Regions from separate parts of the Lactuca sativa genome. Here region 2 is linked to region 1. The links are chromatin contacts, called in public Hi-C maps. All regions are on one chromosome and are shown on one strand. Each heading gives the region's core, a stretch centred on a gene start, on an enhancer-like site or on the middle of the called end of the contact. The rest is flanking DNA. Distances are from core to core; before and after follow the strand shown.

Evidence for each region. A called contact is a pair of places that touch in the nucleus more often than the background predicts.
Region 2: a Hi-C map of leaf shows a contact between it and region 1, with 4 times the contacts expected there. The contact joins the promoter of LOC111910262 here to the promoter of LOC111910261 in region 1. A contact is called at or near these places in 4 of 4 Hi-C or Micro-C datasets (bud, leaf and seed).

Annotation. Positions count from the first base shown.
Region 1 is chr5:287,404,469-287,410,921 of Lsat_Salinas_v11, forward strand. LOC111910261 (protein ROLLING AND ERECT LEAF 2) reads right to left here and starts at 5,047. Exons shown (of 4, transcript XM_023906064.3): 1 at 3,753-5,047; 2 at 3,454-3,629; 3 at 2,997-3,220; 4 at 1,873-2,784. The coding sequence starts at 4,827. The coding sequence ends at 2,004. It overlaps LOC111910259, which reads right to left and starts at 568. Exons shown (of 3, transcript XM_023906063.3): 1 at 1-568. The coding sequence starts at 475.
Region 2 is chr5:287,622,784-287,629,105 of Lsat_Salinas_v11, forward strand. It overlaps LOC111910262 (pyridoxal 5'-phosphate synthase-like subunit PDX1.2), which reads right to left and starts at 2,166. Exons shown (of 1, transcript XM_023906065.3): 1 at 855-2,166. The coding sequence starts at 1,938. The coding sequence ends at 1,006. LOC111910263 (a long non-coding RNA gene) reads left to right here. Exons shown (of 4, transcript XR_002856491.3): 3 at 337-378; 4 at 464-717.

The DNA.
Region 1 (6,453 bases), core at 3,797-6,296:
AGATCACTTCTGATCCATTAAGAACCAGTGTAGCATCGATATACGATGTACCGAAAGCCTTAACCTTTCCATCATCCGATGTGACAAACCCTAGCTGCTCTCCCCTGTACCCGACCGAGACATTGAGAGACTCGTAATTGAGCGAGTAAACATCAGGATTACGAACCTTAATTTTTACACCTAACACAATATCAAGGGAGATCTTAGGAACAGCGTGTATTTTCAGGCGGTCGAGGCGGAGATTTACCACTTTCAGGTAAGGATCAGAGGGCCAGAGAAAGTAGAGAGCGACGGAGAGAAGGAGGATGGTGCTGGCGCAGGAGAGGTAGCGACGGCATAATCGACGCCACCTGAGGTGGCCGGAGGGAGAGTAGAAGGGTAAGACAACGAAATATTGGTTTTGTTGAGGAGTAGAAGGAAGAGCATCGTAGCGATAGTCGGTGGGAGGCGGTGGTTCGGGTTTTCCGGACGCCATGATTTCAAAGTTTCGCTGTGGTTTCCGCTATAAATAGCAGGCCTTTTACAAATTGTGCAGTGTGCACTTCGGTCCTCGTTTTTCTCTCTGTTGGTTATTAGTTTTCATCTCAAGTCTCAAGTTGGTTAATAGAGAAGAGAAAACCTCATAAAAACTCTATATATTTTCATTTAATTCTTAAAAAAAATTCTTTTTTTCAGTTTGAACGGTGGTTTGGTGTAGAGGGCAAGAACGTCCGATAGAACAGTATGTCATAACACCCAACGAACCCGAGTTCTATCCCTCCCTTTGGAGATAACAACAATATCCTTAGCAACCAAGTTTTTCATTAAAGGACTTCATTGTGTTGGACGTGGATAGAATTAGAAACCATTCCCACAGAAAGAAAGATAGAAACCAGAAACCCTCTGAGGAGAAAACTTAAGTGTGTTTCCGCCCAATGCACTAAAACTCTTATATTTTCTTAAAGTCTTATTTCAATCTTTTTGAGTTTAGAAAAACTCAATCTATTTTCATCATTGCATTAAAAAAACCACTGTATTATTTATTTTTAGTACATCAAAACTCTTATATTTATTGAAAATTTTTAATCTAATAGATTGTAACCATCAAACCGTTGAGAATCGATTGCCTAACATTTTTTACTATCTAGGGTTTACCGAACTCAAAACCTTAAATTAGACATTTTAAAAAATATAAGGATTTTAATGCATAAAAAAATAATATTGTGGTTTTTGTAAGGATTTTAATGAAAATATGTTGAGTTTTTGTAAGGATTTTAATGAAAATATGTTGAGTTTTTCTAAGATTTTCCCTCCAGAAAAGCCATCAAGTTTTCCCACAAATTTTAGTGTGGCCCTAAATTAATTTATATCAATTTTGTCATTACTTCCGTAGAAACCTTCTATTTCACTTTCCCTAACTTCTTAAGTTATTATCAATCAATTGAAAGCTGATTCATCTTTTATAGCATACACACCAACAGAGAAATTTTTATTTTTTTAATATTGTACAATTTAAATATAATAACAATAAATGTTATCTACGAATCAGTTTTCTTACATTTACTACTAAGTGCCTATGCACTAGCAAATCAAATCAGAAAGTTTTAGACTTTTATGACTTTTTGCAAAACGACAGCAAGTTTCAGAGGACCTCGACTACAAAGTGGAGCGTTTGTATCATCTTTCTATCGAACCTCCATTGTTGCATTGCATGAACGACTACTTTCTGGTGAAAGTTTTGGGGATTGAAGCATCTGAAAATTGCATTGTAAGTTGTTCTAACCATCAAATTTCATGTTTGCTTTTATTTGATTTCATAAATAACGATGATTTTTTTATTAGTGGTTGATATGGCATCCACATCATACAAAAGAAAGGATAATACATAAAATATAGGGTAATACCAAAAATGAAATCACATTAACATGCAACTAAACCTCCTTCACACTTGAATCATACAAATCAAATTAAGAACCTTTACCAAATCATACAAACAACCTGCTTACATCATATCATCATATACCTCATGAAAAACTTGCATTTGGATTTTGGTTCATCCTTTGAGACCTCAAGCTTTTATACATATGTGAACAAGCCCAAGAAAATTCCGACATTGCCCTGAAAACCTCTGGTAAACCCGTCTTCAAATTCATCAAAGATTTATCCCTCACCTGAATACACTGCCTCTGGTACCCTTCTTCCTCTTCCTCCAATCTCTTCTTCAACAACTCAACTGTAATTTGTTGTTCAGCAATCACTTCTTTATCATGCTCCATATCTTCCGAACTTCTTTTCTGAATATACCTATTATACCAATCTTCAAACTTCCGTGTTTTTCGCGTCAACTCCCTTCTTGTTTCCTCGCATCTTTCCTTCATTTTCATTTCATCTGTTTGGTACTGAAAGATCGTGTCCATGACAGCTGCAAAGTTGTGTATAGCGGTTCTTGCTCCTTCTTCCGGAAGCTTCTCGAGGAAATCGTTCCATGTCCTCAAAAGGGATTGGATTGGTGGGGTTTGTGGTCTTTGAGGTGAGGAGACTTTTTCTCTTAGGTTGTTGTCGATCGGGATAAGGTTGAGTTTTAGCCAATTGTTGAGGGCTTTTACGTATTCTTTTTGGTGTGACATGAGTTTTTCAAATTGAGAATGCCACATTTGGACATGATCATGAAGTTGACTTGTGTTTTTGTAATGGAGTTCGGTTGTTTCTTTTGGTGAATGAGAGATGTCAAGAGATCGCAACGCTTGAACAATTTTTGATTGGTAGTCGTGTTGTAATTTCATGTTTTCCCACATTTCCGCCATCCTGTTTAAAAAAATCATCTACAGTTAAAAGGTTATTCTTTCAACAACCCCTGACACACAGTCTGGTAATCAAGCAAGGGTCCACAGGGAGCTGGCCCACATCAAGTAAACAACTACTTTTCCAATCCACATTGGAAGTGGATTTTTCTTGGACTTTTGACCATTTATCTTAAAGAATAATTTTGAGAAGAATTATACGGATTTGAAACTTACCCATTGACAAGTTGAACGAGTTTTGGGTACAATTGTTCATCACGAAGCCGATTGATTTCAGAAACGGTTGAATCCATTGATTGCATGTCTACAATGTATCTTGTGTGCAGATGACTTACAGTTGCTTTTGTTCTCTCCAAATGATCGGTGCTAGCACCACGTTTTTTGAGTTTATTTAGTGACGCAATCTTTTTTTGGTACTCAAGTTTCATCAATTCACCTGCCTGTTGACTTGAGCATCAATCAAATGTGTTCAACTTAATCTAATAAGATATATATATATATATATATATATATATATATATATATATATATATATATATATATATATATATATATATATATATATATATATATATATATATGAGTGTTTCTTTTTGACTTAATACAGAAAGATGACTACTTTATACAGAAAACTTAATGGAAAATGTGATGTGATTTGGGTGCATCAAGGTACCTTGACTTCATCATATAGCTTCTTCTCCCATGCAAGCATCTTGTCCAACACTGTAGCATGAGTTTCATTCTCTTCAGAATCAAAGTCATCCTTCTTATCATCAGCATCTGGTAATCCTTTAAAAGACTTATTCCATGTAATCACACGCATGACTCTTGCAGAATGATCTATATGCCCTGAAAACCAACAATCCAGTCACAGATATCAGCATTAAGAGAATTTTCTACTAAGTTTTGGATCAAATCTTGCAAACAGTTTACTACCCAGTAAAATTAAGAACATGAATCATGTTGATATACCTCGATTATCTGCAAAATTTGAGTGGTAATGCAGTCTATTGGCCTCGAGCATCTTTGAAACCTCATTGGCGCTTTCTGATGCTTGCAGAAAACAATCATCAAGCTTAGTAAATATCTGCAACAAGTCCAGACTCTGTCCACCACCACCCTTCCCGGATGATCTTCTGCCTTCTGCTGGAACTGACACAGGAACCCGAACCTTCTTTACAGCTTTAGGTAGGGGTGGTGGAGGCTCTTCCTCCACTTCGGTTGCCAATTCTTCAACCTCATTATCACCACTATCGCCACCTCTTCCATCGCCACCGTTGTGATTCATATGATTCTTCATAGACCTGTGTTGCACCTGCACCTCCTCCTCCTCCTCCTCCAACACTTTCCGTTGGTGGATTTCTTCGCGTTCGAATCTACTGCTCTGGCTATCTGCTTCAGCCAGACTCGGGCCTGTAACGTTTTCCATCGACGGGAAAAAGTAATCCCATGAAGACATCCCGTGAGACGGAGGTGGAGGTGGTGCGGCACGATTGAGAGTGTTTTCAGTCGGACGTGGTGGCGTTGGCTGTGGTGGAGATGGCGGAGGGAAATCCTGTTTTTCGGCCTCTCTTTTCGAAACACTTCTGACACCGGCACCAGCGGAGCTTCTAGAACTAGTCCGGCGCTTTAAGCTACGATCATCAATCTCATCATCCTCGTCGCCTTCTTCGATGATCGGGTCAGGATGCGACTTGAATTCCGGTTCCGAAATGGTGAATTCCGGCATAGTAGCGGCGCGTTGGAGAGGCGGTGGTGGGGGCGGAGGGAGGTTTTCGTATGGGGGTTGTGGTGGTGCTGGAGGGAGAATGGTTGTCGAAGAGGAAACTGCGTCAACAGAGGAGGGATGCCGGTGATCAGAGAATTGAACCTCGCCTTGGGCGTAGTCACTAAGTGCGGCGCCGGTGTTCTTGAGAGCAGCAGCGTAGGAGAAGTGGGCAGCGGCGAAGGCGTTCCGAGCAGATACTGATTCTTTCATCACTGTTTTCCTTTCCTTGCACCGATTCACAATTTCTTCGTTCTCGATCTTCGATTGTGTACAACCCATCTCTGATAAGATCCGACTGATCTACAAACCAATTATTTAGTAGAAAATTGGAGGAATCAATTTACAGTGTAATCTGAGTGCTTTCTGGTCTGTACTCTGTACAGAGTAGGGAAGAACGGAGAGAGATAGAGAGAGGTGATTTGGGGATACTGAAATGCGAATGTTAGCCAACGCGAACATCCATGATGACGATTGTCAGATACGGCGACGTTTTGCAAGACCGACAAACACTTGGAAGCTCTTTTGTACAAGGGATTAGGAAAGTCAAAAAGATTGCCATATATATATTTTCACTTCGACCCCTCATGTTGTAAGTCTTATGATTCTAGACCCACTACCTTTTCTTTTAAAATTTAAGATTATGTTCCTTTAAACCATTTATATGTTCTCTTTATATATTATACGAATAAATCACCTCTTTAATAAAAGAATTTTTTTAAGGCCATATGGTACCTTTCTACATAATACTTCTGCCACATGGCACTTTTTTAAATTCTCAACTAATGGTTTATCGCTCATATAGTCTCAGAAGAATCTTCAAAACGGCAAAACCATCAACCATATTTTTCTTCGAAATTAGCAATACTTTAAATCTCTCTAAGGAAATAAATTTACACTTGACTTCATTGCTCTCTATATCCACCTTCTTGCCATTGTTCTACCTTCACTGTCATTTTATGCAAAAACAAGTCGTTTAAGCACACCTTTTTTCCTCTAAACCTTTTTATTCTATCAAACATACTATAAAATCTCACAATTTGGTCTTTTATCGTCCAGTCGAGAAATCAGTTGCTGATAATCAATATTTTGGGGTTGATTAGCAAGATTCAAAGAAATTATGAAGGTAATCGCTTCCAAATTTTAATCTCTGTATAAATATAAGTCCACCACATTCCTTTTTACTGATCAATCGTTGAAAGTTTTTGAACTCTGGAGTTATTTGATCTAGAAGTACTGAGTTATTTGATTTTTGAACTCCAACGTTGATCAAATTTCATCTTTGGTTTCGTTTGAATTGGAATTTTTCATGTATCTTTTTCCTATTCATCCTTTTCAATTGAATGTTTATGGTTCTATAGATGTTCTTTTATCAATTTCTTTTATCATTTTTCACTAATTTGTCAACTAATTTTTTACTATTAATATTGTTTCTGAACAAATATATCAAGTGTTCCACAAAATTCCTCAATGGTTACTTAAGGGATCCACACATTAATGGATAAGACCTTTATTATTATTTCAAATTTTGGTCAAAATCTAATATGTTTAATTTTTAAATTTATGCTGATTTTTCTTAAAACTATTGCTTTATTTGCAAGGTATTTGACTATACAATTTATATGATTTTTGTACAAGAATGAATCTAATCAAAAACCAAAGATTTTGAGAGTAATAATAAACTTATCCATTCTCCATCAAATTTACTTGTCAATTTGACAATTATTATATGTTGTTATTTGAAAATCAAGATTTTATTGGCTATTTGTTAGTTTAAAATTTTCAGAAAGTAGATTATCCATTGGAGTGGGATATTTTTTATCTTTGTTAATATGATATTCTCAAAAATCTTGAAGGTCCTCCTCAGGTTTGTAATTTTAATTTTTATACCAAGTATTTCTTTCAAAA
Region 2 (6,322 bases), core at 916-3,415, 220 kb after region 1:
AAAAGGTTATGCTTGAGGCGAATCTGTAGTTGCCATCAAAATTCACCAGAGTTTCTTTCATGTTAATGCTTATCAGCTTATGTGCATCCCTTTAGTCGTATTGTTGTTCTTCCATTTAGTTGGGGAAACATAGGTTTAGAAAATATAGAAAATATAAAATCGGTTAAACTCAACTGTATAGTGTTGTGGTACAAAAATAATATCTGCCAAATGAACATAAGCATACAATTTGCAAAACTTATTTGCTTAGAGCTTCAACTATGGTACTAAATTGCTAATTCCTTTCAATTCATATGGGCAGAATCCTACCCTTGCTAATTCATTTTGTTAATCCAGGTTGATAAGGCCAACATTCAAAAGAAGAAAGATGAGGAAAAGGTGCATCATTTTCTGTTTTTTTTTTCTTTTTGTTGAAAGTACATTAAAATCTAGGTTGCTAAAATGTGATATGCATTTTGATCAGGCACTTAAGGAGCTTAGAGCCAAAGCTCAAAAGGGAGCTTTGGGAGGTACTGGTCTCAAGAAGAGTGGAAAGAAATGATACCAAGTGATTGTTATGTGCACTGATTTCTGTATCAAGTTTTCTGTGATTGTTCTTGTAGAAATTTAAGAGGAACAATATTGGTGGTATTCTTGTTTTCTGGTTCTACTTGTTTGTGTTCAATATGCAACTTTTCTTTTCTTTGTTTTCAATTTGAAAGATCTAGCAAGTTTAAATGGGTTGATCCAGATTATGATTGATGCATATTTGTATTAAGGTTCGAATTTCAACTGTGAACTTCATGATTCAAAAACAATAACATATTACAGAAACCAAATTGGATAAGCAATATGTGAAGAAACCTAGGAAAAACTTCACCAAGGATTATTCATATTTCTTATTTCTATTCTCATCAAACAAAGATTGTACATATCAATTCACCATTTTTCAGTCTACAGATTTTAACATCTTTCTCCCTTTTTATCAAAATAAAAGTGAACAAGTAATTGTAATCATTCAAGGATTTAGTAGCTACCTCCAGTGTTGTCATCAAGATTCAAACCTGTCATTGCATCAGAAGTGGTTGCTATGGAATCATTCAACCCAGAGCTTACCTTGGCTAATATATGAGCGTCATTGTAGTTTCTAACAGCTTGCACGATTGCCCTAACGCTCTTGTAAGGATCAGAACAATCGAACACTTCAGATCCCACAAACACACCATCGCATCCTAGTTGCATCATTAGGGCTGCGTCTGCAGGTGTTGTAATACCTCCGGCAGCAAAGTGAACCACCGGAAGCCTACCCATTTGCTTTGTTTGCGCCAAGATGTCGTAAGGTGCGCCCAATTCTTTCGCGAATGTGAATACTTCATCTTCATCCATGTTTGTTAAAACCCTAATTTTACCCATCACTTCTCTCACGTTTCGAACAGTTTCAACAATGTTGCCTGATCCAGATAGATCTCCTTGAGTTCTGATCATCGCCGCACCTTCTCTCACCCTCCTTAACCCCTCTCCCAAATTCCGACATCCACACACAAACGGAATCCGGAAGTTATGTTTGTTGATGTAGTTATCTTCATCAGCTATCGCGATAACCTCGTTCTCATCTATGTAATCAACGCCGACAGCTTCGAGTATCTGCGCTTCAACGAAATGCCCCACCCGCGCTTTCGCCATAACCGGAACTCCGACAGCCCGTTGGATTTGTTTAATAACGGCCGGATCGAGCATCCGTGAAATTCCTCCGGATTCTGACTGCTCTGCCACAATGACACAACAAGCTCCGGCGGATTCAGCGATCTTGGCTTGGTCAACGTTTGTGACTTGGACAATCGCTCCGCCACGGAGCATTTGAGCTAATCCGACCTTAACTGAGAAGGCATTCTTGTTCTTCTTGTTGGGATCAGATATGGCGTTGCTTCCATAAACAGTGACTGCAGTGTCGTCGGCCATAGTGTTTGATAGAATAGAAGCCAAATGAATTCAAGAGATTTGAATTGCGTTAGAATGTATAGAGATGGAGAAGATTTATATATAGAATTTGGAAAGTAGCAGCGATGGAGAGAGATCGAGAAGTTTCTGTAAGGTTCGTCGGTGGCTTCTTCCAGGGAAATTGCATAAAGTGTCCTCCCTTGTCTCGCACAGAATTTGACCAATTTCACAATAACTCACAACCGTGACCCGCCACATACACCATTTCACCGTTAGTTAAACCTATTTTCATATTTTGAAAGATGAATTTGGAAAAATAGCAATATAATTTGGTTTTTTTTTTTATCAATAATGATATGTTTTTAGATTTTATATTAATAATAATAGAAAATCATAATTTCCTGTCGCCTTTAGAGTTTAAACAATGGATTGTTGACCAGTTATCTAACTTTTTTTATATGTTGAATATGGTGACATGACATTGATTGGATAATCACATTGTATTTTAATGTACTTAAAAAAAAAAAGCTTAATTTTGATAATTTTAATTAAATCCTTCTCTTGTTTACCTGTATTATCTATGCAACGCGTTGGCCTTTCAAGTTTCATCCCCTCACACACACCTCTCATCTCTCCACATAAGCAGAAATGATCATCTCTATGAACTTTTGCTATTTGATCATTACAATGAATTCGAGTCCCCCACCTCGCCGCCCTACCACTAGTCCTAAGGATCATTTACAAAAGATAACTCTGGACTGGACTGCCACATGTATATCGGTATTGGTTTCGATTTTTTTAGTTTCATTACCTGCAAACCTGATTTCCACATGATGACCTTCATATGTCTTAGTTCTAGCGTGTAGTTCACTTGATGTTCCAAGTATTTTATTAGTTTAAATATGCCCACTTATAACAAAGTAAAGAAAAAATATGTCATTTAGGGCAAATGGTAAAAAATTCTAACTTATTTTTCATGTATCATGCTTTCAACACCAAAAAAAAACAATAAGCCAAAAAAAAACAATAAAAGTTCCAACATATCTTTCACGCATCATGATTTCAACACCAAAATAAACAATAAAGGGTAAATTACATCATTCGTCTATCGTGCATGTGTCAAAACGCACGTTTAGTCTCTATTTTTAAAAATTAACTCGGATGGTCTCTCGTTTGGTTTAATTTTGCACGCTTCATCCCTCAAATATAATTTTATTGCGAACTTAGTCCATTCCAAAACTGAAAAGATGATAATACCATTGTGTTTTTATTTTTCAATTAATTTAATGTTTTTATTATTATTATCAATTTTTTTTTTAAAAAAAAATAGAGACCCTTACACTTTCCTCACCCTTTAGTTTGTTTATAATCAGAATCAAATACACAATTCAATGAGACCCAAATTGGAAACAAACACAAAGAGAAAACCCAAATCACCGGCCAGTCGTTGACCACCAACATCGTCTCTGCCTTCGGCGAACCTTTTCTCTCCATCTATCACCATCTCCACCTGTTTTGTGAGCTGGCATCGCCACTATCGATCTGCGTTGAAACCTAACACCACATAAAACCCTCACTATCGCCACCTTCATTCGATAGACGTTGATGGTTCTTTGATGGTGGTGATTGTGACTCTTCCAGAGGCACATCAAAAAAGACGAAGGGATACAACAACGATCTAGGATTTGGGTTTCGAACCTTCAGATGGTAACGACGATTTAGGGTGTTCAAAAGAGAGGGTCGGAGTGGGGGTTTGATGGTGTCGGTGGGTGAGGTTTTGAGGCAGTGTTCTTGTGTGTGTGTGTGGGGGGGGGGGGGGGGGTGGAAGAAGAATGTTGAGGATGCAAGTATGAGATCAGAAGAGATGATCGAAAGTGGGGTTTTGATGGCGTCAGTGGGTGAGGGTTTGATGGCATTGGATGTGTCTTGTAGTGGCCGGAGATATCGTCAGAGTGTGGAGTCGGCTAGTGTGGGTGGTGATGATGGGCGGAGATGCACCGAAGAACACAGGGGAGATAAACTGATTTACTCTTTCTTTTATAAAAGGCAATTATAATATTTTATTGATAATAAAAAAAATCAATAAAAGGGCAAAATGGTCTTTTTATGTCCTGAGGGATGAAGCGTGTAACGTTTAAACTAACGAGAGACGTTCCGAGTTAATTTTTGAAAATTGGGACTAAACGTGCGTTTTGACACATGTACGAGGGATGATTGGTATAATTTGCCCAAGTTTGTTTGTTCTATAACCAATAAAAACAAAATTAAACATCAATTGTCCTCGTTCAGTGTCGTGTATAATTGGTTTCCTTTATTTTCTAACCGAATTTTGGGTGCAAACCATCAAGTCCACTACCGGTGTTGTCAAACCAGTTCGATACTCATCTACTATCAATCGCAAATTCTATAAGCCAACTCAGATGCCACGGTCGATACACATATTACAAAAATATATAACAAAAGGATTAATCATTATAAATAGATTATCTTATAAATAAACTTAAAAGGTACTAAAAATGTATTACAAATTATTTTTGATCATCCGAGCAACGATAGAGAAACACAACACGTTTTGTTTCCACAACTAGCAAATTTCAAACTCTTTATTGTAAGACACTCCAGGCTCATTCAAATAACTTTCTACTGAGTATCCACTAAAATCAAGTTGGTTCCTTCAACTTTTAGGAAATCACCCAAAAAGTCGTTATCGTCATTACAAGTCACTACTTCTTAATGTTTTTCTTCTTGAGATGATCAATGATTGTCGGTTTTTTGTTGTATGCTATAAATAAATTCTCCGTCTTCCTTTCAACCTCCTTCAATTGTATGACCTAATTTGGCATCGGGCTTTCATTTGCCACTATGTATGGGATCATCTTTTTAAAGGTATGTGTCACAATGATGATTTAAGTTATGGATCCAATAACACTAAGAAGTACATATAGTTCTTGAGTTTGTTGAATGTACCCCAAATATATGTCATACTTCGATCGTATTTCTAGACACATGTTGCTAAAGTCCGGTTTGGTTGACCAATCTCTTAGATGTTCGTCCAAATCTAAATCTTTCTAGAAAAATACATGGACCAACAATTTTGATGATGACGACACAATCTTCTTTTTTGTTTTGAATTTTTCAACAAACGTCACCACGTCTTTTATGACACCGAAATTTGAGTGCTCCAAAGCTCTACCTAGACTTTGTGTATATTCAACATCTACCAAAAACATAAAAATTCTTAATAATAAAAAACCCTCGTTAAAAAAAACAATAAACAAAGTTTTTTTTAATAAAAAATTATTACCTTGAACTTCATATTCGACAAACGCCTCTCTTTAGCTCCAAGGCGGTCTTCAACAACTCATGAGTGGATTTACATCTCGTAGGACAACCATCGCCAAAAACTTATTTGATTCTAATCCATACTTTTTTCATATATTTCTTAAACTTTGAAGTTCTTTGGGTGAATTTTCTTGTGTATCTAAGGTTTTTTTTCATATCCCACATGATAAACTTATTTCATTCTAATCCATACTTTTTTCATATATTGCTTAAACTTTTAAGTTATCTGGATGAATTTTCTTGTGTATCTAACGTTTTTTTTTCATATCCTACATGATAGTTGTGTCCTTTTAGCTCACTTTTTACAATAAGGTTCAAGATATGGTTGGTGCACTTTATGTAGAAATGTATTCAAGCTTATGCCTAAATGACAAAATAATAATCCCATTAAGTGCAATATATACTCAACCAAGCCTTTGTTTTCTACATATTTAAAGAGTAATTTGCCAACAACAAAGAGGTATATTGATGCTTTTAAATTTGTAACACTACCCTTCCTACAATGTTCTTTCTTAAACTGCAAAATGCTTTAGTTTTTTCATGTTTTCCAGATTGTTTTTGCATACGTGTCTAAGCAGATTAGAGGTGTTGTTATGTAACATATCAGCTTTAAGAATGGCCGAACAAAACTTACATTTAACATTCTTCTCTTTTACTCCATCATCTTCTATCCAACCAACCTCGAAAATTTTCCAACAATACGATCTCTTTTCGCTTACTCTTGGTTCCACCTTGTACATTCTCATCTTTTTTTTTCTTACCGGAATCTTCATCAACTTTAACTTAGGGGGGTCAAAAAATATATCATCCTCCTTAATATAAAAAAAAAAATTAAACATTAAACTTTAAGATTACATCATCATCCTAAATATAAAAAAGCAATTAAACATTAAACATTAAGATTACAACATCAAATTACAAGACTTAACTAAATTACAGTAATTACATAAAGAAACCAATAAAACATTACAACAATATAACGTCAAAAAATTTGACTTACTTGAGTGTTTTCATGGAGGGAACCCAATTTTCCATCAACATAATTCAATGGGTGAAGAAACTT